7 separate regions of the Mus musculus genome follow, and regions 1, 3, 4, 5, 6 and 7 are each linked to region 2. A link is a contact called in public Hi-C, HiCAR-type, HiChIP or PLAC-seq and promoter capture Hi-C data. All regions are on one chromosome and are shown on one strand. The core of a region is the stretch at or near the end of the contact, and the rest is flanking DNA. Distances in the headings are between cores, read along the strand shown. Region 1 holds the start of Srpk1 (serine/arginine-rich protein specific kinase 1). Region 2 holds the start of Rnf8 (ring finger protein 8). Region 3 overlaps Btbd9 (BTB (POZ) domain containing 9). Region 4 holds the start of Mapk13 (mitogen-activated protein kinase 13). Region 5 overlaps Btbd9 (BTB (POZ) domain containing 9). Region 6 overlaps Btbd9 (BTB (POZ) domain containing 9). Region 7 holds the start of Glo1 (glyoxalase 1).

The links. Promoter capture Hi-C pulls out the DNA fragments that hold promoters and counts their contacts. A called contact is a pair of places that touch in the nucleus more often than the background predicts. HiCAR-type assays count read pairs that join an accessible place to other places. HiChIP or PLAC-seq counts read pairs in DNA pulled down with a chosen protein or histone mark.
Region 1: a Hi-C map of B cells shows a contact between it and region 2, with 9 read pairs. The contact joins the promoter of Srpk1 here to the promoter of Rnf8 in region 2. A contact is called at or near these places in 2 of 39 promoter capture datasets (liver and pre-B cells) and 1 of 484 Hi-C or Micro-C datasets (B cells).
Region 3: a promoter capture Hi-C map of hippocampal neurons shows a contact between it and region 2, with 2.5 times the contacts expected there. The contact joins the enhancer-like site here to the promoter of Rnf8 in region 2. A contact is called at or near these places in 4 of 39 promoter capture datasets (the C10 cell line, the HPC-7 cell line, hippocampal neurons and 1 more), 4 of 115 datasets of contacts at active chromatin or transcription factors (the NIH/3T3 cell line, bone marrow-derived macrophages, embryonic forebrain and 1 more) and 1 of 9 other capture datasets (liver).
Region 4: a contact with region 2 is called in a promoter capture Hi-C map of liver, with 2.9 times the contacts expected there. The contact joins the promoter of Mapk13 here to the promoter of Rnf8 in region 2.
Region 5: an H3K4me3 HiChIP or PLAC-seq map of forebrain shows a contact between it and region 2, with 9 times the contacts expected there. The contact joins the enhancer-like site here to the promoter of Rnf8 in region 2. A contact is called at or near these places in 16 of 39 promoter capture datasets (the 3T3-L1 cell line, 3T3-L1-derived adipocytes, the C10 cell line and 11 more), 3 of 484 Hi-C or Micro-C datasets (cerebellum, palatal mesenchyme and uterus), 8 of 115 datasets of contacts at active chromatin or transcription factors (astrocytes, craniofacial prominence, embryonic basal ganglia and 5 more) and 1 of 9 other capture datasets (embryonic stem cells).
Region 6: an H3K4me3 HiChIP or PLAC-seq map of embryonic forebrain shows a contact between it and region 2, with 6 times the contacts expected there. The contact joins the enhancer-like site here to the promoter of Rnf8 in region 2. A contact is called at or near these places in 3 of 39 promoter capture datasets (cranial neural crest, liver and second pharyngeal arch cranial neural crest) and 7 of 115 datasets of contacts at active chromatin or transcription factors (astrocytes, embryonic basal ganglia, embryonic forebrain and 4 more).
Region 7: a HiCAR-type map of astrocytes shows a contact between it and region 2, with 4 times the contacts expected there. The contact joins the promoter of Glo1 here to the promoter of Rnf8 in region 2. A contact is called at or near these places in 14 of 39 promoter capture datasets (the 3T3-L1 cell line, the C10 cell line, the HPC-7 cell line and 10 more), 6 of 115 datasets of contacts at active chromatin or transcription factors (astrocytes, embryonic basal ganglia, embryonic forebrain and 3 more) and 1 of 9 other capture datasets (embryonic stem cells).

Annotation. Positions count from the first base shown.
Region 1 is chr17:28,621,221-28,624,352 of GRCm38.p6, forward strand. It overlaps Srpk1 (serine/arginine-rich protein specific kinase 1), which reads right to left and starts at 1,301. Exons shown (of 16, transcript NM_016795.4): 1 at 1,180-1,301; 2 at 757-817. The coding sequence starts at 1,192.
Region 2 is chr17:29,613,291-29,616,278 of GRCm38.p6, forward strand. Rnf8 (ring finger protein 8) reads left to right here and starts at 1,499. Exons shown (of 8, transcript NM_021419.2): 1 at 1,499-1,788. The coding sequence starts at 1,678. It overlaps Gm28043 (predicted gene, 28043), which reads left to right and starts at 1,499. Exons shown (of 28, transcript NR_132314.1): 1 at 1,499-1,788.
Region 3 is chr17:30,427,403-30,430,401 of GRCm38.p6, forward strand. The region is part of intron 6 of Btbd9 (BTB (POZ) domain containing 9); the gene reads right to left. Among named protein-coding and RNA genes, the nearest start is that of Btbd9, 150 kb to the right of the region's middle. Within about 2 kb of position 1,464, at least 4 of the 459 cell types and tissues checked have an H3K27ac peak or open chromatin away from gene starts, as enhancers often do. A contact at or near this core is called in hippocampal neurons, where this site is marked.
Region 4 is chr17:28,767,413-28,770,640 of GRCm38.p6, forward strand. It overlaps Mapk13 (mitogen-activated protein kinase 13), which reads left to right and starts at 1,905. Exons shown (of 12, transcript NM_011950.2): 1 at 1,905-2,116; 2 at 2,599-2,728. The coding sequence starts at 1,998.
Region 5 is chr17:30,466,441-30,469,546 of GRCm38.p6, forward strand. All of the region lies in intron 6 of Btbd9 (BTB (POZ) domain containing 9), which reads right to left. Among named protein-coding and RNA genes, the nearest start is that of Btbd9, 110 kb to the right of the region's middle. Within about 2 kb of position 1,696, at least 61 of the 459 cell types and tissues checked have an H3K27ac peak or open chromatin away from gene starts, as enhancers often do. A contact at or near this core is called in astrocytes, embryonic forebrain, forebrain and 1 more, where this site is marked.
Region 6 is chr17:30,496,022-30,499,087 of GRCm38.p6, forward strand. All of the region lies in intron 6 of Btbd9 (BTB (POZ) domain containing 9), which reads right to left. Among named protein-coding and RNA genes, the nearest start is that of Btbd9, 79 kb to the right of the region's middle. Within about 2 kb of position 1,785, at least 42 of the 459 cell types and tissues checked have an H3K27ac peak or open chromatin away from gene starts, as enhancers often do. A contact at or near this core is called in embryonic basal ganglia and embryonic forebrain, where this site is marked.
Region 7 is chr17:30,611,043-30,614,144 of GRCm38.p6, forward strand. Glo1 (glyoxalase 1) reads right to left here and starts at 1,617. Exons shown (of 6, transcript NM_025374.3): 1 at 1,426-1,617. The coding sequence starts at 1,509.

The DNA.
Region 1 (3,132 bases), core at 51-2,550, 990 kb before region 2:
CAGCTAAGCTCACTTGAATAAGCCTCCACCCAGCGTTTCTATCAGACTGTGCCCTCTTTTGTGCACACACACCCCCAACACCACTAAACCACTATTACACATCAAATCGGGCAAGTGTAGCACTAGGCCCACCAAGCCGGAATCACCCAACCGGCACCAGCAATTTGACTCTGGACATTACTCCGACGTTACTGCTCTGAGGACCTGATAGTACGGCCCGCCGGTAATGCATAACTTAGCCGGCACACCGAGTGGACAGCAACGCCACAGAGTCTCCCAGACTTAGGAAGCAGAGTAATCAGGCGCGAGGAAGACTCCCGGCCGTCCTCCTCTACCCAAGCGAGCGTGTGGTTGGCAGGGCCAAGGGTAAACAGGGAAAATTCATTCAACAATTTCCCGATGGCGTAGCGTGCGGACAGACGTAGGAGGCAAGTTAAGACGCTGCGGAGCACGGAAGGAAGAGCAGAGTTCACAGACAGGCAGGTAATGATTGCCAGCTCCGGCTGCCGGGCCACACCTGGGCCTCCTCGATGGAGTTGGCGAGTGGTGCCGGGCAGGCTCCGGGTCTTTCCAGCAGACCCGAGCCTGGAGACCCAGCTACCTTCCACATGATTCCCGGAGGGCGAATCACACAGCGGCCCAGTAACCATGTGGCGGGGAGGGGTTGGGGGGGAACCGCCCGAAGCGCACAACCCGGTAGGGGGAGGAGGTCCCCGAGGAAACGCAAAGGGCGGGATGTTGGGGTACAAGACTCACTTCCTTTGGGCTTTGTCCTTCTTGGCCTTGGTCCTTTTCTTTCGGGCCTGGAGCGCGAGCACTGCGGGAGAGAGGGATGGATGAAGGGCCGATGTAAGTGGGAGGCGGGGAGCGGCGCGAGCACGCAGGGCGACCGGGCCTGAGGCTGCGGGCCGAGCGCGGGGCGGGCTGCTCGGGGTGCACAGCGGCTGCCAGGCCCGGCGCGCCCAAAGAGGCTCGGGCCGGCCATGAGGCCTCGCCGCCCCGGCCTGGGGGCTGCGGAGCGAGGGGCGGGGACGGCGGGCGCCGGAGGACGCCGCAGCCGAGGGGCGAGAGGCAAGAGTGACGCCGCTTCAGGGGGCCGCGACAGTGGCCAGAGAGGCGCCTGGCGCCCAGTCGGGGACCGCCGTGGCTCCTCGTGGCGGAGGCCGCTCCGCCGCTCACCTTTCCGCTCCATGGCGAGACCGGTAACCGCCAGGCGCCTGCGCACTCGAGTGACGCCGACTCGGGCTCCCGCCGCGGCCCAAATCCCAGCTCTTCCTCCCGGCGCGCGCCGGCCCCGCCTCCGGGCCCGCCCGACCACGCCCCACACGGCGTCGCGCGCCTGCGTGGTGAACACAGAGCCTACCACCTGCTCCGGGGTGTACGAGAGTGGAGGGCAAGGGACCGAGGGATCCTGAATGGGAAGCTGGTTTTAGTGTCCCGCCATAAAGCGCGCGGCTTGAAGTTCTTACCTCCTGAGGAAAGGCAGGGCTCCGCAGTCAGTCGGGATTTGCCTCAGTTTCCCCGGCCTGCAAAACTGCTTAACCCAAACATATCCCAGTTCCTGTCTGAGCTGTTGTAAGGGCCAATTAAGACATTAAAGAAAATGGGAAATTAAATTGTATGTGGATACACACAGAACAAAGGCTGGAAGGAGGGAACGTGTGCCTCTGTCCTCTTCTAAAGATAAAACCTTGGGCCAGCAGCCCATGCCTTTAATCCCAGCACTCCAGAAGCAGGTGTATCTTTATGAGTTCCAGGCCAGCAAGGCATATATAATGAGATCCTGACCCAAAATAAATCAATAAGAACTGGATGGGGGGGCGGTATGGGGGACTTTTGGGATAGCATTGGAAATGTAACTGAGGAAAATACGTAATAAAAAAATATTAAAAAAAAAAAAAAGAACTGGATCAGAAGCTGGGCAGTGGTGGTGCACGCCTTTAATCCCAGCACTTGGAAAGCAGAGGCAGGCAGATTTCTGAGTTCGAGGCCAGCCTGGTCTACAGAGTGAGTTCCAAGACAGCCAGGGCTACACAGAGACACCCTGTCTCGAAAAACCAAAAAAGAAAAAAGAAAAAAAGAAAAGAACTGGACCAGAAGACAGCTCAGCAAGTAAAGGTGCCTTAAGGACCTGAATTCAAATCCAAATAGGGCCAATTCCCACAGGTCTCTCTCTGACTTGCACACAGGACCCATGGCACATGCAACAACCCCTCACCCATAAGTAAGCTAAACAATTATTTTAAGTAAAAGCAAACACTTCTAAAGGGAATTTTCTAGCTGCAAGTTGAAAGCCTTAAAGGAAGGGTGTGAATGGGAATTCTGTTTTCTCCTTGAAGAACTCTCTTCATCGTAGGACTTACCGGGTGTTTCCATACTGTCAAGTGCATGATCTTATTAGATGCTGATGTCAACTTCAGGCCAAGGTAGTTATTATCCCCATTACAGAAAGATGAGAACGTGGAAAGGATTGTGTGCTCAGAATCTTGCTGTCCCAACCCAATGATTCAGGCATCAAAACTCCTATAGTAAAGTAGAATCAGCAGGCATTTATGAGAGAGATGGGGGAGGAACATGAGGCTCTCTAGACCCCAGTATTTCTTCCAAAACATAGACTGTGGGTACTGCTGTGGAGATTTATAGTAGGCACTGAAATTCGCAATTGGAATTGTATACTTTTCATGTGTTTCAGAACTCTCCTTTAGATCTTTTTTGTGATTTTCTTTTTGTTGTTTTGTTTGTCTGTTTGGGGGGTTTTTGGTTTGTTTTGTTTTGTTTTTGTTTTGAGACAGGGTTTCTCTGTGTAGTCCTGGCTGTCCTAGAACTCACTCTGTAGACCAGGCTGGCCTGGAACTCAGAAATCGGCCTGCCTCTGCCTCCTAAGTGCTGGGATTAAAGGCGTGCGCTACCAACACCCGGCTCCACTGAAGCCTTTTCAAGTGGCGTGCATATGTCTATATTCCAGCTGGCTAGGGTAGGGGCTCAAAAACCCAGCTCTATAAGAAGTGGGACTTGGGGGCTGGTGAGATGGCTCAGCAGGTAAGATGTCTCTAAGAGCACCCAACTGCTCTTCTGAAGGTCCTGAGTTCAAATCCCAACAACCACATTGTGGCTCACATCCATCCGTAAGGA
Region 2 (2,988 bases), core at 249-2,748:
GAAATGGCACATCAAGATGAGCTGCTCATCCAGAGGACATGGCTTTGGTGCCCAGCACCCACATGATGGCTCACTATCTGTTACCTCAGCTCCAGGGGATCTGATATCCTCTTCTGGACATCACAGGCACTAGGCACACGCGTGGTACATACATACATGTTGGCAAGACACATACATAAAAATAAACCGAACCAAAACAATCCATAAAAATAATAAACTCCAGTTCCAGGGGATCCAACAACCTCTTCTGGTTTCTGCAGCCATTGGGCATGCACTTGGCTCAGAGACATACATGCAGGCAAAACATGTACACATATATCTTTTTTTTATTTTTTTTAAGATTTATTTATTATATGTAAGTACACTGTTGCTGTTTTCAGACACACCAGAAGAGGGCACCAGATCTCATGATCTCCTTTCGGGTGGTTGTGAGCCACCATGTGGTTGCTGGGATTTGAACTCAGGATCTTCAGAAGAGCAGTCCGTGCTCTTAACCGCTGAGCCATCTCTCCAGCCCATACACACATATCTTAAACACCCAAACTTCAGCGTGGAGAGAGAAGGGAGAGTTTCATCTCCCTAGCCCCTTCAAGCCCATTTCCATTCCTTCTGTACCCTGTATGAGCCCCAGGTAATGCGATCCATCTCTACAGATTTGCCTGGTATAATTTTTAAAGATTCAGAAACAAAATGAGGTCATGAAAAACAAATAGATGCTAAATAGGAATAGACTGAATCAACCTTAAAATGATCAGACTTTTCTAAATCACTCAAAAGTGGGTTATAATGGGGTGGAGGTATAATTTAGCTACAGAGTACATCCTTGGCTGTGTGTTCAATGTTCAGAATCTCCTACTCCCAACCCAAAGTAGGCTATAGTTCTCAATAAAATGGTTATGGCCGTCATCACCGTGTTATAAAGCAATTTTTGTTTGTTTTGTAGACACGGTCTCATATCCCAGGCTGGCCTCTAACTCACTGCATAGCGGTAGATGCCCTTGAACTCCTCATCCTCCACCACACTCTGCCAAAGGAAAAAGGGGTGGGATACAAATAAAGGTTCAGGTTCATTGCTGCTGGATCTGGGGTACTGGCTTTGGAGAGCGCAGAGAGGAAAGAAGGTATTGGGAAAGTCATTATTATACTCACGAACCCAAGGAAAGAGAGTGTTTCTGTTGTTTACTATAATTTTTAATCTATAACTTTTAAGTGTTTATTACTCTGCGCGCACACAGGCGCGCGCGCACACCCACACCCACCCGCTAGGGTGCGCATTTGGAAGTCAGAGGCCAATTTGAAAAGTCAGTTTTCCCCAGCCACCATATAGGTGAAGCCTGAGCATCGTCTCCACGCTTGCCAGCAAGTAGCTTTACTCGTTGAGCCATCCTCCAAGTCCTAAAATCTATGCTTTAGTTTAGGATTTTGTCCGCAGCAGACGTTACGCTCGTCCTTCTTCAGGCTCACACCTGCGCACTTCCCGCCCGCCTCCCGCTGCGCACGCGCACTGCCCGCCTTCCCAGGCCTGGGGCGGGCCCGCGCTCTCAACGCGGTCGATCCCCGGGCGATTGCTTCTGTCTTGTGTGTAGATTAAGTTGCGCGAGAGGAACCTCGGAGGCGGCCGGAGCTCAGGCTAGAGGTTGGCTGGTTGCTGAACGCTGCCCCAGTGCCGGTCGGGCCATGGGCGAGCCCGACCCCTTGGTCTCGGGGCAGCTCGCGGCCCGCCGGAGCTGGTGCTTGCGGCGGCTGGGGATGGACTGCGAGTGGCTGCAGCTGGAGGCTGGGACTGAGGTGAGGGCGAGAGGCCTGGCGAGCTGCGGGAGCGGGGGAAGGCCGCGCACACCGGTCGGCGGGGAGGCGCCGAGGCAGCGGGCTCCGGCCACCTCAGGGCCCGGAGGGACCGGGCCGCGAGGCCAGGCGAGTCCGCGGCTTGAGGCCCGAGCTGGAGGGCGGCTGCGCGGGAGCGGGACCCGTGCCGGAGCCGCTGTAACGGACGCGGGCCTCCCAGCGAGGAGAAGGATGGGGTCGAGAACAGGCACTGTCCCAGTTAAGGGTCTATCAGAGACGGAGAAACTGAGGCAGAGGCGTCCCCACTGATTCCTAGGAGTGGCGAACCTGTCTAGGGAGTCTGAAGATGGACGCCTGGAAGGCTGCGGAGGGCGTGGACTCTCTGGAGTTGATTTTAAGTGTGATCAGGAGTTTAAGGGTAGCATGCCTAAACCCCTCGAACTGTAATACTGAAAATAAAAGTCTTCCATTCCATCTCCGAGGGGAACTGGAGCGTCGGGGTGGGCCACTCCTGAAGTGGGTCAGCCTTCTCTCCAGAAACTGCTCACAATGTAAAGCTGACTTAAAAGGCCGGTGCTGGGGATTGAACGCAGGGTCACAGAACTTGGAAGGCAAGGACTCTACCAAATGAGCTGTATCTGCAGCTCCACAAACGCAAAATTAGAAACAAAGACAAAGTGGGAGGAACAGTTCTAAGTGGGGGAGAGGTGCTGGGTGCTGTTGTGGGCTTTCAATCCTTGCAGTCTGCTCTGGAAGCAGAACTGGGTCAGGGATGCGCTTGCAATGTAGAATCCTTGAGGTTTTGGAAAGCCTGTACAGTACTGAATGTTGGTCATGTGTACTGGCTGGTCTTTTGTCAACTTGGCACACAAACCAGAGTCCTCTGAAAAGAGGGAAACTTAATTGAGCAAATGTCTCCATAAGATCCAGCTGTAAGGCATTTTCTTAATTAGTGATTGATAGGGGAGGGCCCAGCCCATTGTGAGTGGGGTTGTCCCTTGGCTGGTGCACCTGTGTTCTATAAGAAAGCAGGCTGAACAAACCAGTCAGCAGCACCCCTCCATGGCCTCTGCATCAGCTCCCGCCTCCAGGTTCCTGCCCTGTGTGAGTTTTTGTCCTGACTTCCATTGATGAGGGACTGCACTTCAGAAGTGTAAGCTGAAAAAAAAAAAAAAAACCCAAACCCTTTCTTCCCCAACTTGC
Region 3 (2,999 bases), core at 214-2,713, 810 kb after region 2:
ATGCTTTTAGTTTTATATTCAATTTCCCTAACCAATAGAGCTACTATTTATCTCTTCCTGGGTGACTTAAGTACTTTTTGTCTTTCAATAAATTTGAAATAAATTCCATCCAATTATTATTGGCTGGCATGAAGTTGTTTTTAGTGCTTTATTTTTCTTTCAATGTATGTACATTTATTTATATCCACCTCTCTAAAGGTACCTGGAGCTTTCCACTTCTTCTCCTTAACCATGGGCTTTAAAAAAAAAAAAAAAAAGAAAAGTTTTTTCTTATTGTTTACTTATAGTCTTGAACTAGAGCTTCAAAATGTATTGCTATAGGTACAAAACATTTACAAAAAAAAAATAGATAAATATCTCGAGAGTGTACTCTACTAATAGCTTACAAAGACAGTGTCTCTTTACTATCTTAGAACTTGCTATGTAGACCAGGCTGGCCTTAAACTCATAGAGATCTGCCTGCCTCTGTCTCCCGAGTGCTAGGATTAAAGATACATTCCAGCTTACTATTTTAAAGCATAACTCAAAGTAAAACCAAGTAGAGAGGTTGCACAGTGCTAATACCCAAAGAAAAACGGGCACTCTGGGTGAACAGAAGACGGAGGGCGTGGGGAGGAGTGGGTGGGGAGACAGAGGGCCCTTATGTCCATTATGAAAGACAACAATGACAGCTATAGAAAGAACCTTATCTCTTTAGCTTTGTGTCCTTGTCCTTGATTTTCCCACACGCATCCTGGCAAGAGGTCCCTACATGTGAACAAACATAGCATTAGTCATCTATTTCTGAACATATGCTGGGTCAACAACTCGCTCCACCCACAGATACAATACAAGAAATCTCTTCACAGTTTCCATACTTATCTACAGCACCACCTTCTGTGGTCAGCCAGAAGCCTACCCTACTGTCCAGGAGACCACACCTACGGTCACCTCCACTGCCACCCAAACAAGGCAACTTGGAGTTTTTGCTGGCATTTGGGCCTAGCATGTCCCAAAATATCAACTCATCAAAAAGAAAAGTGTTTTCTCTCATCGTGACTTTTATTCTGGCTCTAGAATTTTCCTATATTACCCTTGGACACCCTTAACTTTCCCTCTCTACCCTCATCTGGCTGACCATACCTGCCCAGTGGGCAGGTTCTTCTCTAAGATGACTCAGGAATCTGATCCTTTACATTTCCACTGCCCAGATGCACCATCAGGTGGCATTTGCTAAGGCACACGCGTAAAGCAGACCTTAGTTTTCTACCCATCATTTAAAACACACTTCTGGAGTCTGCTCTCCAATTCTCTCCCTCACTCCACACTGCATTCCTCGTAGCTTTCAGAACATCTTTGGAAGCTCTCTTGCCTGGGCCATTTCCTAGTTTTCAGGCCTCACGATCAGCTGTCACGCTAGCTCTACTCTCATTGGCATGGCACAGTCCAAGCCCATCTGGATATCAACCTTCTTCCCTACTGCCCACATCATACATAACGTGTTACAGTCGACAGAAGCGCTTCCCATTTCCTGAAGATGCTCCTTCCCACCCATTACTTTTGCCAAAAACATGTTTATTTGCCTCTTCTGCCTAAATGTATGCAGCGCATCTTCCAAGACAGGGTGGAAATACATTTTCGGAAGCTTCCTCTTACCGTCACTGCAAACAAGAGCTTCCTGCCTCTCCGAGTCTGGAATATCCACTACTTTTGTGCCCACAACCCAGCTTTTGCTTAGATGATTTTGCATCTGTCGATTTCAGAGGCGCCCTGAAGGCAAGAACCATGTCCTGTTCTCCTTTGCAGCCCCAGGCTTTCTCTCAGGGTGCTTTACTATCCACTCAAAAGAGAGTAGACCCCTGACTCCACACAGACACTAGAACAGTCAGTCAAGGCGATAACCACAACCCATACACATACAACGTAGAGCACCTACAAGTAAAAAGACAGTATCTACACTACTCAGAGACCCTTGACTCTCTCTCAGCAAAGCTTCCTTCAGCTGGCCCTCCCAACCAAAACATGGAACTTTTTCTAATCATGTATGGACAGCAATCCCAACAGAATGGATTTGGGGACTGTGGGAGGTGACAGAGCTGTTCCTTCATAAGAAGCTGAAGAGAAATGAGGGTGGAGGCTACTCAGAAATGCACAAATGGCCAGCAGTCCTGAGACAAAAGCAGCCGATGGCCCATCATTTTTGCCAGTGACTCTCAAGGGTATTTCCTGTTTCCAGAGAGTCTCTGGCATCTGCTTATTCACGCATCCGGAGGAGGGCACAGAAGGAAGGCCAGTGTGTTTTAAGGATTCTGCTCTGAAAAGACTTTCGTGGCTTGTGGCCTTAAAGCTTCATCATCCTTTGAGAGATTCTTCTGGAAGGTCACTAACAGGCGATATTATCATTTCAATGGAACCATTTTAATTTGGACCGCACAAATGGTCAATTTTCATTTCCACATATATCACCTCTGTTCCATAGCCTATTCTGTCTATGTAACCAAGTCTCACAGCTGGCATCATTCATTATAATCTATTCTTCCCATCTTGATAGTTGGAAGCCACACAAAACTCTCTAACACAAAATTGCCCATGTGTATCAAAATTAGCAATTACCTCAAAATTTTACAAATGGCAGGTACTATCCTGTAGCCGGCATTCTTCTGCCCAAGACCAGACATGCCCACAGAAAAGAACACAGAAAGAAGAGCGGGAGACACATTTGGTGAATAGTAAACTTCAATCCTTATTAAAGACATAAATACATTTTGTTGCTAGTAATCTTTAGGGTCTCTGCAAACAGTAAGCTTTGCAGTTATTAAATGGGCTTTGTTCTCTTTTCTATAAGAACAAGGAAAAATAACCAATGAGGAAAGGAAATAAAGCAGGTAGCCCAGGCATGAGAATCCATTTCAAACCCATCGTGGCCCAGTACAGTGTTGTAACACCAGACCAGGCCTAATGAACACAGCCATGATCCAGGCCAGAGGAAGCCCATCTGAGAAAATTAAAGGCCATGCTGA
Region 4 (3,228 bases), core at 655-3,154, 850 kb before region 2:
ACGTGGCCTTAGAAATCAAGCAAAGATCTATACTCAGAATTAGACATTTACTCTGGAGGCAGAATCAGGGCAATATCTATGAGTAAAAGACCAGCCCAGTCTACATAGAAAGTCCCAGGCCAGCTAAGGTACATAGTGAGATACTGTCTTAAAAACCATCACCAGGGAGTGGGTGGGTAGGGGAGTGGGGGTGGGTGGGTAAGGGGGACTTTTGGTATAGCATTGGAAATGTAAATGAGCTAAATACCTAATAAAAAATGGAAAAAAAAAAAAAAAAAAAAAAAAAAAAAAAAAAAAAAAAAAAAACCATCACCAGCCAGGCTTGGTGGCACACACCTTTAATCCCAGCACTCGAGAAGCAGAGGCAGGTGGATTTCTGAGTTCGAGGCCAGCCTGGTCTACAAAGTGAGTTCCAGGACAGCCAGGGCTACACAGAGAAACCCTGCTCGAGAAAACAACAACAACAACAATAAAAACATCACCACCGGGCTGGAGAGATGGCTCAGCGGTTAAGAGAACTATCTGCTCTTCCAGAAGCCCTGAGTTCAATTCCCAGCAACCACTGTAATGGGATCCAATGCCCTCTTCTGGTGTGTCTGAAGACAGCTACAGTGTACTCATATACATAAAATAAATTAATCTTAAAAAGCTAAAAACAAAACAAAACCATCACCACCAGTATCAAACAAACTCCGGTGGATGTTTAAATCTTTGTGAACTCTGGGGACTGTAGAATTAGCAGCCGTCGACTCTGGGTGTAAGACAGCAAATCTCTCATGAGAAGAAGGATTGGATGCCTGGAGTTTGTTTCAGAAAAATGGGGAAGAGGAATAGAGTCTGAGCCCTGGTCAGTCGCTGAGCCTTAGGATCTGAGAGTCCTGCTTACTGAAAAGACAAGAGTCCTGGGGTCACAGGAGCTCATGTAGAACCCCATGAATTGTAGGGTTCTTGTGTTGTTGTTGTTGTTTGGGGATCTCCGGAGGGTTTTCTGGGAGGAGGGGTGTTGAGACAGAGTTTCTCTGTGTAGCCTTGGCTGTCCTGGAACTCTGTAGACCAGGCTGGCCTCAAACTCAGAAATCCACCTGCCTCTGCCTTCCAAGTGCTGGGATTAAAGGCGTGTGCACCACGATGCCTATTTTTGTTTATTTATTTGCTTATTTGTTTTGTTTAACTATGTGCATGATGACCTGGGTGCTGGAAGCCAAACTCAGGTCATCCTCAAGAGCGGTGCAGTCTCTAACCTGCTGAACAACCTCTCCATCTTTCTGTGGGGTCTCACTATGTAACCTATGCTGGTCTCCAGTTTACTGCGTAGTCAAGAATGACGTTATTTCTCTATCCTTCCTTCCTCCCTCCCTTCCTCCCTTCTTCTCCCCTTCCCTCTCTTCCCACCCTCTCTATCTCTCCCTCCTTTCTTCTATCCCTCTCTTCCTTCTCTGTTCATTCTCTGTATCTCTCCTCTCTAGTCTCTCCTCTCCCTTCTTCCTCAGGGTCTCACCTAGTCTGGCATTGAACTATGTACTGAACTGGACTCAAAATCGTAGCAATTCTCCTGTCTCTGCCTCTATCTCCTGTGTTGAGTACAGACCTGAGCCACCACGCCTTACATGTGAAGGGTATATTTCTTAAACTAGCCCAACTAGCAACAAGTTGAGCGCCCCCCCCCCCGCGCCCTAACCCCATTCCCAACTCTTCCTACAGTCTCTAGGCAGCCTCGCAGGCACCCCTTTCCCGCAGGGCACCCCCCTCCTCCCTCAGCACCTGCAGCAGGTGGCTGGTGGGGCCTGGGGCGTTCGCCGGTGATGGGCGGAGTCCGGAGCGCGGGCGAGCGGTGGGCGGGCCGGGGCGGGAACGTACCTGGGCGAGGCGGCAGGTGCGCCGCCCCACGGGGGAGGAGCGGGCGCGGGGCGGGAGGGGACCGCGGCGGGACACCCGGGCCGGGAGCCCGCGGGCAGCCACCGCAACCTCCTCGCAGGACCGCCACCACGGGGTCCGGGATGAGCCTCACTCGGAAAAGGGGCTTCTACAAGCAGGACATCAACAAGACTGCCTGGGAGCTACCCAAGACCTACCTGGCGCCCGCGCACGTCGGCAGCGGGGCCTATGGAGCGGTGTGGTGAGACCCGGGGACCCCAGGAATCAGAGGAGCCACGGGCCACCCCTCGGCAGCCTCCCCGAGTGAGCCCGGTGGCAGTGGGGCCCCTGTGGGTTGAGTCGCTGGCGAATCTGGTTCTCCAAGGCTGTAACTTTTTAAAAGGGATCTCGGAGTTCGTGGGACAGATCCCTGCGGTTGCAGATGAGGCCCCAAGAGGGGAACTTGCCAAATCGCAGAGCAGGGACTCCTGGCCTGCTCTGCATCCTGTCAGCAAGAACTGCTTCTCTCCTTGCTCTGCCGCCCCTTCCTTGGCGTCGCCCCCTACTCACACACACTCTCTCTCTCTCTCTCTCTCTCTCTCTCTCTCTCTCTCTCTCTCTTTCTGCTGGTCTCCGGCCAGCCTGGGGAGCACAGAATGGGGGTGGCCTAGGACAGGGCTGGAGGGATCTCCAGTTTAGGCCCTTTGCGCCGCCCCTCCCCCTCACCTGCCTGTGACCCCGCAGCTCGGCCATCGACAAGCGGACAGGGGAGAAGGTGGCCATCAAGAAGCTGAGCCGGCCCTTCCAGTCGGAGATCTTTGCCAAGCGCGCTTACCGCGAGCTTCTGCTCTTGAAGCACATGCACCATGAGAACGTAGGCTGCCTCGGGGTGTGGATGTGCCGGGGATCGGAGGGCAGGGAGAGGGGCCCAGGAGGGGCCTGCCCAGGGTCGTGCGCGCAGGGCCAGGAGAAAGAACTTCCTCTGCTCCACCCTGGTTTCTCAGCTCTCTAAGGAGAGCCCAATGAGAAGATGCCAGGGCCTGCCCAGCTCGCTTCCCAGAAAACACACAACCTTTTCTTGATTGTGAGGAGGAAGTAGGCACAGGGGAGCTTCGCGATTGGTTCTGTGAGGACTCCAGTCCGATGAGCCTGGGCACTTGAGCTAAAGCTGCCTCCATTCTGGCCACTCTAAGTCTAACAATAAATACTGAGTATTTAATGCATGCGGGGGTGGGGGCTGGCTAACTTTTATAATCCTCTCCGTAACACATGCCAAGGCACAGAAAGGTTTCCCCGGTTCTGCAGCGGCAGAGCTGAGGTTGGAAGGGGCGGGAGGCAGAGCCTGGTGCCTGACCATTTGACCATCCTGTCTGA
Region 5 (3,106 bases), core at 446-2,945, 850 kb after region 2:
CCACGTCAAAAGCAATTCAACAGGTGCAAAGCTTCTTCCCTGGGTTGAGCCATCCGCTCTATGTAAAACATGTCAGAGTGAGACCCTTTGGGGCTCTTCATCAACCCCTTCCCACTCAGGGCTCCCTGCAGAAGGGGAGGCAGGAAGACTGAGGCTGACATAATGGATGACTCCAGGGAAACAGTGTCCTCTGGATCCAAGAGGCCTGATGCTCATAAGAACTCAGACTGTGGAAACGTGCACAGGGCCTGCACAGGTTCAAGTCAGATGCCACGCCCCTGGAGACTGAGAGGTGGAGTGGACAAAGGCTCCCACTCCTAACCAAGAAGCTACCTGCAACTGATGTCCGCTTGCAAAGGAAAATTTCCCTTTCTCCAGTGGAGTCTCACTGGGTATCAACTCTACTTAAGGGCAGGCCCGTGCCCCGGAGTAGGTGGCCAATGCAGACAAACCCAACGGCATTCTTCTAGGCTTTTTGCCTCCTAATACTTTGTTTAAGCTTTGTGTGGTGTGTGTGAGTCTGTGTGGCATATTGCCATTTCTGTGGGATTTGGGGGTGGGGATTGTACATTTGTGGTTTTATTTATGTGTTTTGTTAAAAAGGGCACAGAGCTGGGCAGTGGGGAGGATCTGGGAAGCCTTGGGGAGGGGAAAGCATCATCAGAATACACTGCGTGAAAAAAGCTCTCAAAAAATTAATTAATTGCCAGGCAGTGGTGGCACATGCCTTTAATCCCAGCACTTGAGAGGCAGCGGCAGGCGGATTTCGGAGTTCGAGGCCAGCCTGGTCTACAAAGTGAGTTCCAGGACAGCCAGGGCTATACAGAAAAACCCTGTCTCGAAAAAAAAAAACAAAAAACAAAAAACAAACAAACTATATATATATATATAAAAAACTCTTAACCTATGCTTGATCATGAGAATTCAAAGAACCCTTAGGCTGACTTGGTGTTTAAACTTTTTTCCTTAAGTTCATTTAATAAAGCACAAAAGCACATCTTGGTTAAAGATCACCACAATGCTTTCAATAACTTCAATACAAAAGGAAGAGAAGCAAACTTCCTTGAGCTGACATTAAAATCAAATTAGGAGTGCTGCTCATAAGAGTAAACCTGAAGACTGGCCCCTCTGGAGGAGAGGAGGAGATTGGCACACAGGCATGCGCCCAGGCAGCCCCTTCACAGATGCTTGCACTGTCTACTGTTGGCTGGGAAACTCCCAGGAGAAAAGTATCAGAGCCACCAACTACAAGCGGAAGTGGCAGCTCTTTGGTGGGGACAGTTGTCTGCCGCTCCAGCACAGTGCTCACACCGATGGTTATTTTTATTTTTGCAGCCTCCCTAACATAGCCCAGGTTCCGAATGCAACAGATGAGTCTAGTCTTGACTTTAGAAACAAATCGCCAGCTGTCTCCTAAAGGACAACCTCATTTAATGGAAGGCAAATGCTAGCACAGAACAAAAGTAAATAAAGATGGCTACATATGCTCCAGTTTTCAGACTGAAAGTGACAGCGATGAGAGGTGCAGAGGAGGAAAGATTAAACATGAAGAACAGCTGCCACCAATAGCAGACGCTCTGACTAGTCAACCCGTCTAATAACATGGTGTCGCAAGAATGCCAATTAAAAGAGCCAGTGTGGAGATTCAGGCTCAGAGATCTTAGAGCTAAAGAAGCCGGAGGAGTTCGGCCAAAGCAGCTCCTGCCACAGAAGGCTGTGCTGAATGCCAATGGGCTGTGAGCAAAGTGCTCTGTAAACTGCCGACGTCTGCAGCCACATTGATGCTGCGGCTACTCCTAAGCTACTTCTACTCTTTTAGTTTAGTCTTTATAGAATGTACCAATTCCATCTGTATTCATTCACTTCCAATAAACAGAATTGTGAATTGGCATTTTTTACTTTTTTATTTCCTCAAGAATCTTCAAACAGAATATGTTGCCAAAATTAAACACCTTGTAGGCACAGCATGTGAATGGAATCTCTAATTTCGATGAGAATGAGACAGGAGCAAAGCCTGCACCCTTTCATGTCTTCCAAACATATCTGTAGAATGTCACTCAGGCCTATTAAAATGCTTACATGTCCTGGAGTCCCTCTCCCTCCACAGAAGCAAGCACTCATTAAAGGGCAGAGCAGGGGAGGAGAGAGCCGGCTGGCCTTTGCTGACAGAAGAGGAAGGCCTGGTGATGTGCTTTCAGAGGAGGACTTAAAAGGGGCTTTGAAAGGGTCAAAGGGAGGGCCTGGGGAGAAGCTTCCCCGGCTGACGGCACCACCCACCTTAAAAGGGTTACTTCATCCAGCTCAAGCCAAAATGGACCACCACAAGCTGTTACGGGCCCCTCTAACACAAGAAGAATTTCTATAGTGACCTCAGGGTGCCCTGCCACACTGCATCCCCCCAAACAGACCACCATCACCATGGTAAACATAGCTGAAAAGAACACTTTTACACTTTATTTCCATCTTTCCTATGATTTTGGTATGTGGATGTAATTTAACTTTAAAGTATTTGGGAAAAAACATTTAGTCCAGCTGTGCCAAAAAGAAAAAAAAAGGAAAAGATAATTTCCCCATTTACAGATGCTTCCAGTACTGGTTGAAGATGGATTAATCTACAGTTACTCAGCTGCAGAATATTACTCCTATTCCTCAGACTTTATATATGAACTATTACATCCATTAGATAGCTCTACAGCAGCTCCTCCTACCTACCCTTAAGGTACTCTTTCTTATTCAAGCCTTCCCTTCCTAAGGGGAACAGTCAAGGCCCCTCGCTGCCAGGCACCACCCAGCACCACCCGGAGCCTGCAGCAGGGGAAGAAGCAGGATGCTGAGAAGGAAATTAACAAATTTGTTTAAAGGGCACCACTATGGGATTTGAACTTATTCCTGGACTAGACTTTAAAGTTCAAGACATGTGGACACTAACATGAACAATTTTCTTTCAGAAAGTCTACACATCACAGAGGAACTAGTAATGCCATGTTGCAAACAAGGGCAGAGTTGCTCTTTCCCTGCTAAGCACAGAACTGTGCACCATTAGAAACGTTTCCAGAAACGTTTCCCGAAACGCCTTCTTCACTTTCCTTCACAACGATAGGGGAAG
Region 6 (3,066 bases), core at 535-3,034, 880 kb after region 2:
TGCTACTACACCATGCTAGGAAGCCATTAGTACATACTTGTGGGTGGAGTCTTTAATAAGAGCATAACCTTTGACACGGCTTGCTTACAGATTAGATAATGTGGAAGGCCTTCTGTCCTGTCACAGAAACATCCTAAAGACAACTGCTAACAGTAATATACTCTGGTACTGTTACAAGAGATAAATCCGATTGTTATGTACTAACAGACTGACAACACACTGACGAGATAGTGAAATAGCACACACTAAATGCTATTTTCTTTATAAAAATGATTTTCAACATTAGCTTACACACTATTGGGTTTCATAATGGAATCTCCTTTGTACTTTTGCTGCCCTGTACATTACACTTGGCTATTATTCCCTCCCCTTTTCTCTCTGTCCACTCTGTCCCTACATGCTGGTCCTCTTCTTCCCCACAAATGTGCTTTCATGTTACATGTACTCCAGAGCCATCTCTTCCTCTTCTTCCTCCTCCTCCTCCTCCTCCTCCTCCTCCTCCTCCTCCTCCTTTCCCTGAAGAGATTGTCCTCCATTCATGGCCCCTCTCTACTTCAATGTCCTACACACATACGTAAGATTAGGTATGAGAGAATAAGGAAGGACAATATTTGTCTGACTCTAGCTTGTTTAACATGACTTCTGGTTGCACACACTTTTCTGCAGATGTCATGACTTCACTCTTTATGAGAGAATGGAGCTCCACTGTATTAGGTACCACATTTTCTTGTCCATTCATCTGCTGGTTGGTCCATTCTTAGCTGTTGCATTTGAATGCAGCAGCAAATAGGAACATCAGGTGTGTGGTGTGTGCACTGTGAGTCTTTCGGGGCCTATCTAGAAGTATTTTAGCTGGAGCATGGGCTAGTTTTTGTTGTCTAAGGAAACTTCTCTGACTTCCATGTTTGTGCCAGCTTATACCCCCACTAGCAGTATATGAGGACTGCCCTACAGTCATGTCTTGATGAAGCAATTCTGACTGAGGTGAGATGGAATCTCAAAGCAGTTTTAAGATCCATTTCTCTGATGGCTGACATTTCTGATGTTTGGACAGCTTTCCAAATATTTTTGGCCACTAAATAACATTTTTACAAATAACACATTTATGCATAACTATATTTAGAAAAAAGATAACTATACTATATGTTCTAGTGAACATGTCAAAGATAAGTAAAATTTCTATTGTCATATTTTAAAGTGATTACAAATTTTAAAAATCTCCTGAAATAGTCGAATTTATGAATCCATACCTTAAATTTACTTGGTTTCTTTAAACTAGGCTTATACATCATCTACCACCTTGATTTCAGCCAAAAATCATGAATTGGAATCTTGCTCTCACCCTAGAGAATCAATGGTAAAAAGGAAACTTACAGAAAAATATTTTTGTTTTGCAGCTTATGGCATGATACATCCATGAATCGCACTGAAAATTTGTCCCTTGAAATCAATCTATGTTTACACATAGAATGTGCCCCAAAGTTCTCTAACAGAGAAAAGTGTTTAATCAAACTATCTGCTGACAGCTGGTTAGAGCTGATCTGAGGGCAGAAAGAAATGAGCGCCAGCCACTGATCCTTTGTTTTGGGTATGGGAGCTGAATATGCAAATGAGCCCAGAGTGGAGCCTCATTATGTGCTTCACACTTCCAGTGTGATTTTAAGCACCCTAGGTATACACACACACACACACACACACACACAGAAAGCACAGCCATCTCAACAAGCCATGCGCGTCATCTGTTCAGAACCAGGAGCCGCATGCACGCGTCTACAACATTAACTGCAAGGCAGATGGTAGGCGCTGATCAACAGACACAAAATAAACCCCACGTCCTACTCCTCAAACAGTCCCTCAGTGCTTTCCTTTAGAAAAATATCAAGCAGCTTTTCTCTACTGTTGATTTGCAACTCCACGGTTACAATGGGCAACACAAAGGAGACTTCAAAGGACGAAAGATGTTCCTTGGCACAGATTTGCTTTCCTAGTCTTAGACAGGAGATAACACTAACTTTGAAACTCACAGAATTCTGTAGTTTTTATCAGTATCTAATGTGTAAATGAGCTCTTTCTATAACTGGAGGTTTAGCTTTCAAAATACATAATTACTGATCATTTTAGTCTGCATTGCATTTCTTTTGCAGGGTGAAATGATCTAAAACAGCTGTTATGTCCTAATAGCTTTATAATGTGCAGAGAATTTCTATGACTACCCAAAATTAAACCTATAGCTTCCCACCAGGCAGAATGTAGTCATGTGTACATGTGACCCACGTTATTTGGAACAATTATTAACTTATGAAATTATAATTTGAAGCATAATGAAGAAAAACCCTGCCATTCTTGAATGAGGTCAGAGACACCGAGCCCACACTGACCGCTCCCCACTGTCCTCAGCAGCACTGGACTGAAGGAGCCCAAGTGTCCCATTGCTGCCATTCCTTGCAGGGACCGAGCCCTCTATTTTCATACTGGGAGATGAATGTTCAGAAGGTGAACCAAGTCTGGCACTCTGCCCAGAACGTCTGGCAGCCGACAAGTAATCTGGTTTTATTGCTGGTCTACTCTCCCCTGAGCTGACCTTGCATCCAGAGAGAGCACCCTGAGCTGGGGACGTGTACCATTTATAATCATCACCAAGAAAGCACTGATCATCTTATTAACCATGAGACTGGTATGCATCATTCTCTTTAAACACATTCCTGTAAGGTGAAATAATTAAAAACCTTGTTTCCTCCTATCTCCCTTTAATAATGGGGGAGGGGGCAGCAATATTAAGAGAGTTTTCCAGAAAAATCTAATATTCAGGCAGCTACATTCAAGGACGATGAGAGGGTTAAGAGGACTCTGCTACGTGACAAGTATTACCTACAGAAGTGTAAAGGCAGGCCCAGGAATAATTAGACAAGTGCATAGGGTACATTGGGCCACTCCAGCTATAAATATTAAAGGTCAAAGCAATCACTGCCAGGCAGTGTGGGTGACGTCTGAAGGTACACAAGCCTAGTTCTGAACTAACATCAACCAACATCCCCCCAGAATACTGTCCTCAAAGCAAGCAGGACA
Region 7 (3,102 bases), core at 367-2,866, 1.0 Mb after region 2:
AGGCAAAGCTACATAGTGAGACCCTGTCTAAACAAGAAAATGTGTGTGTGTGTGTGTGTGTGTGTGTGTGTGTGTGTGTGAGAGAGAGAGAGAGAGAGAGAGAGAGAGAGAGTGGGGGGGAGGGAAGGATGGATGAACAAATTTTCAGTAATGTAGGAAACCAATTCACATGGAATGAACCAATTTATAGTGTATAAAATATCTAGGAGATCAACGATATGGTTCAGCTGCCAAGGCAAAGACCTGAATTTCCCAATACCCACAAATATGGAGAGAAAGTTGTTCACTGACGTACACACGCATGCACACACACACACACAATGTTAAAAAATTAAATGCATACTAAGGTTATGTATGGGTAAATAGAAGGAATGGGGAGAAGTGTGTGTGAGTGTGCCTGTATTCGGCCTTTCCTTCCTGCCTTAATTTTGTAGTGACTAAGAGTGTCCCTAAGTACACACCTGGTGCTAGTCAAAAGCTTTGGCAATTACAGTATGTCTGACTCTTGTTTGCCCTTAAGGCAAAGAACAAGCAGGGACCAAAGTCTTCACCATCTATCTGCCCCTCCTAGAGGTCTGCATAAAGCCCACATTCAATCCAGGAATTCACAATGATGCAGCACCTAATTGAATATAGGTGTTTACTGGCACGGATGACTATACAGGAATAAATTCCTCCGTCAGCCACCACGTCTAACTTTTGGCCATGCAGAGGCAGGGACCACACCTGAATGAGTCTTGCCTACTTTACTGTAAGTACAGCCGTGTTTAAGGGAAAGTTTTTCAATGCCATCGGTTAAGCTCCTTACTGGTTGTAACTACAAAACGAAAGGGTCCGAAGAAAAGTGTCTAAGATTCCCTCCAAGTCGAGGTCCTATTTATTATCTGTAATCTCTCCAGAGACTCTTGGTGGACAGAAGTGTGGACTTGAGCAATGGCAAAGCCAAGCAAGCAAAGGCAGTTAAATTCGAGCAACCGCAGTAGTTTGGAGGAGTGAACCCTGGCGGCAAGGCGACTACGAAAAAGAGTACGGCTGAGAGGGACCAGTTACAGAGGGGCCCCTTGAGCTATACAAGTTCTGAAAGTGCCTGCCCGTCTAAAGGGACATGGCGCCTAAGCCAGGATAACTGCACCCACAGACACGGAATCTGACCCTGAATCGCCCTGGCTTCAAGACACCGTGCCCAAAATAAACAAGTTAACGCACTCTGGGGGGCGTTTACAAGTTTTGAAATAACTTTCTGAAGATGGGGATCCCTCTGCACTGTCCCCCCGCCCCTGCCCCCATCGCCCTCTTTCCAGCTCACTCCACTGCGCCGTCAGCCGGCCGACATGCAAGCAGCGGCCAGACCGGGTTAGGATTCCGTCAGGCAGGGCCAGAGCCCCAGGTCGCTCCAGCCGCCGAAAAGGAGGCCCTGTCACCCACCTTGGTGCTAGGGTCTGGATCGGAGCAGCAGCTGAAAGCGGTCTCATCAGTGAGGCCACTGGACGCCGGCTGTGGCTCTGCCATGGCTGCCCTGGAGAATCACCAACCTGCCCTAGTAGCAAACAGGCCAGCGGACCACACGCTCCACAAGGCCCGGGGGACGCCTTTGCAGTCGGCTGAGTGACAGGCCAAGGGGCGGGCGGACGCGGCTCCCAGCCAACCACGGTGCACATGGCTGTTGGCTGTCTGCTGATTGGATTCCAGTGAGTCTGGTTCAGCATGGCGAGACTACATTTTCCAGAATGCCATTGTGCACAATAGTGGCAACTCTTAAAAAAAAAAAAAAAAAAAAGTGTTAGGAACCTGATTTTGCTTATAATTACAAAACTTGAAAACTACCCATTCCTCGGGGCGGCAACCTCATAGAAAATTTCAGCCTGGTGGAAATTACGCTTTTTAGAATAATGAGAGCTTGAACTGGGTGTTAATCTTTTTAAAAATTGTATAAGAACCTGAAGCCAGGATAATTGAAAACCATTCGAATTTAGGATTTTGTTTTTGTTTTCAAGCAGCTAAGTTTAAGTATTTCTTCCACTATATTTTTGCCCGGGGAGCATGGGGTACTTACTGGTCTTCCCAGAGCCTCCTTGGAGAATGTGTGTAGAGAATGTATGTAGAAAATGTGTGTAGAACCGAATAACTGTGGTTTGACTATGCAGTATACACAAACCACCTGAGTTTGAATGGGATTCTAATGACTCACTTCTACACACAGAGTATGTGTGTAGACAAAACTGATGGGATGTCTTATCTAAAATTAGCTTTTAAAATGTGGTGAATGGTACAGGTATGGTGGCTCACATCTGTAATCCCAGTCATTGGGAGGTAGAAGTAGGAAATTTAAAGCCAGTGTGGGCTACATAGTGAGTTCAAGGCCAACAATGGGCTTCATGTGACTCAGTCTTAAAAATAATTAAAGAAGCTTTGGTTCTTGGTGAATCTTTCCTTAATCTCTCCCTCTCTCATCCCCTCCCCTCCTTCTTGTTTATCTATGACCACATGATTAACACTAGGGAGAGAAATGTGACAGGAACTGATAACTCTAATGTAACAGAACATAAAGAAGACAAACCTGGTCTTAGGAGAAAGAGGTATAGGTCATATACATGTAAGGCCAATATAATAGGTTCTGTGTGCAGAATATGTAAAAAAAAATTACAGATCAATGAAAAATACAAACCAATAAAAAGTGGCAAAGAGGAGAACAGGCAGATTGCAAAACAGAGAACACCGTGTGTGAAAATTGACTTCAGTTTTCTAGTACATAGGGAAGTCCCTTCCGAGGCCTTCAGGTTAAGTTTTTAAAGTAAAAACCATCATGGTTAGTGTGGAAGGCAGAACACTGGAATCAACAGGCACAGCTGGCAGAAATCTAAATTACTAGAAACCTGTGGGGAACCTATTTGACAGCAGTTGGTGGAGCTGAGGGGAGCCCATCCTAGGACTCACTGCTAAGTATTTACGCTAGACAAAGATTATTATACTTATAGTCCACGTGACAAACAAAAGAAACAGCTGAATAGGGGGGGTGGAGGGGACAGGGCAGAGAGTGGCAAAAGGTACTTGTTAAACAGTAGGAAACTAGGTAGGTGATTATTTTCATAGACTGGATTATGA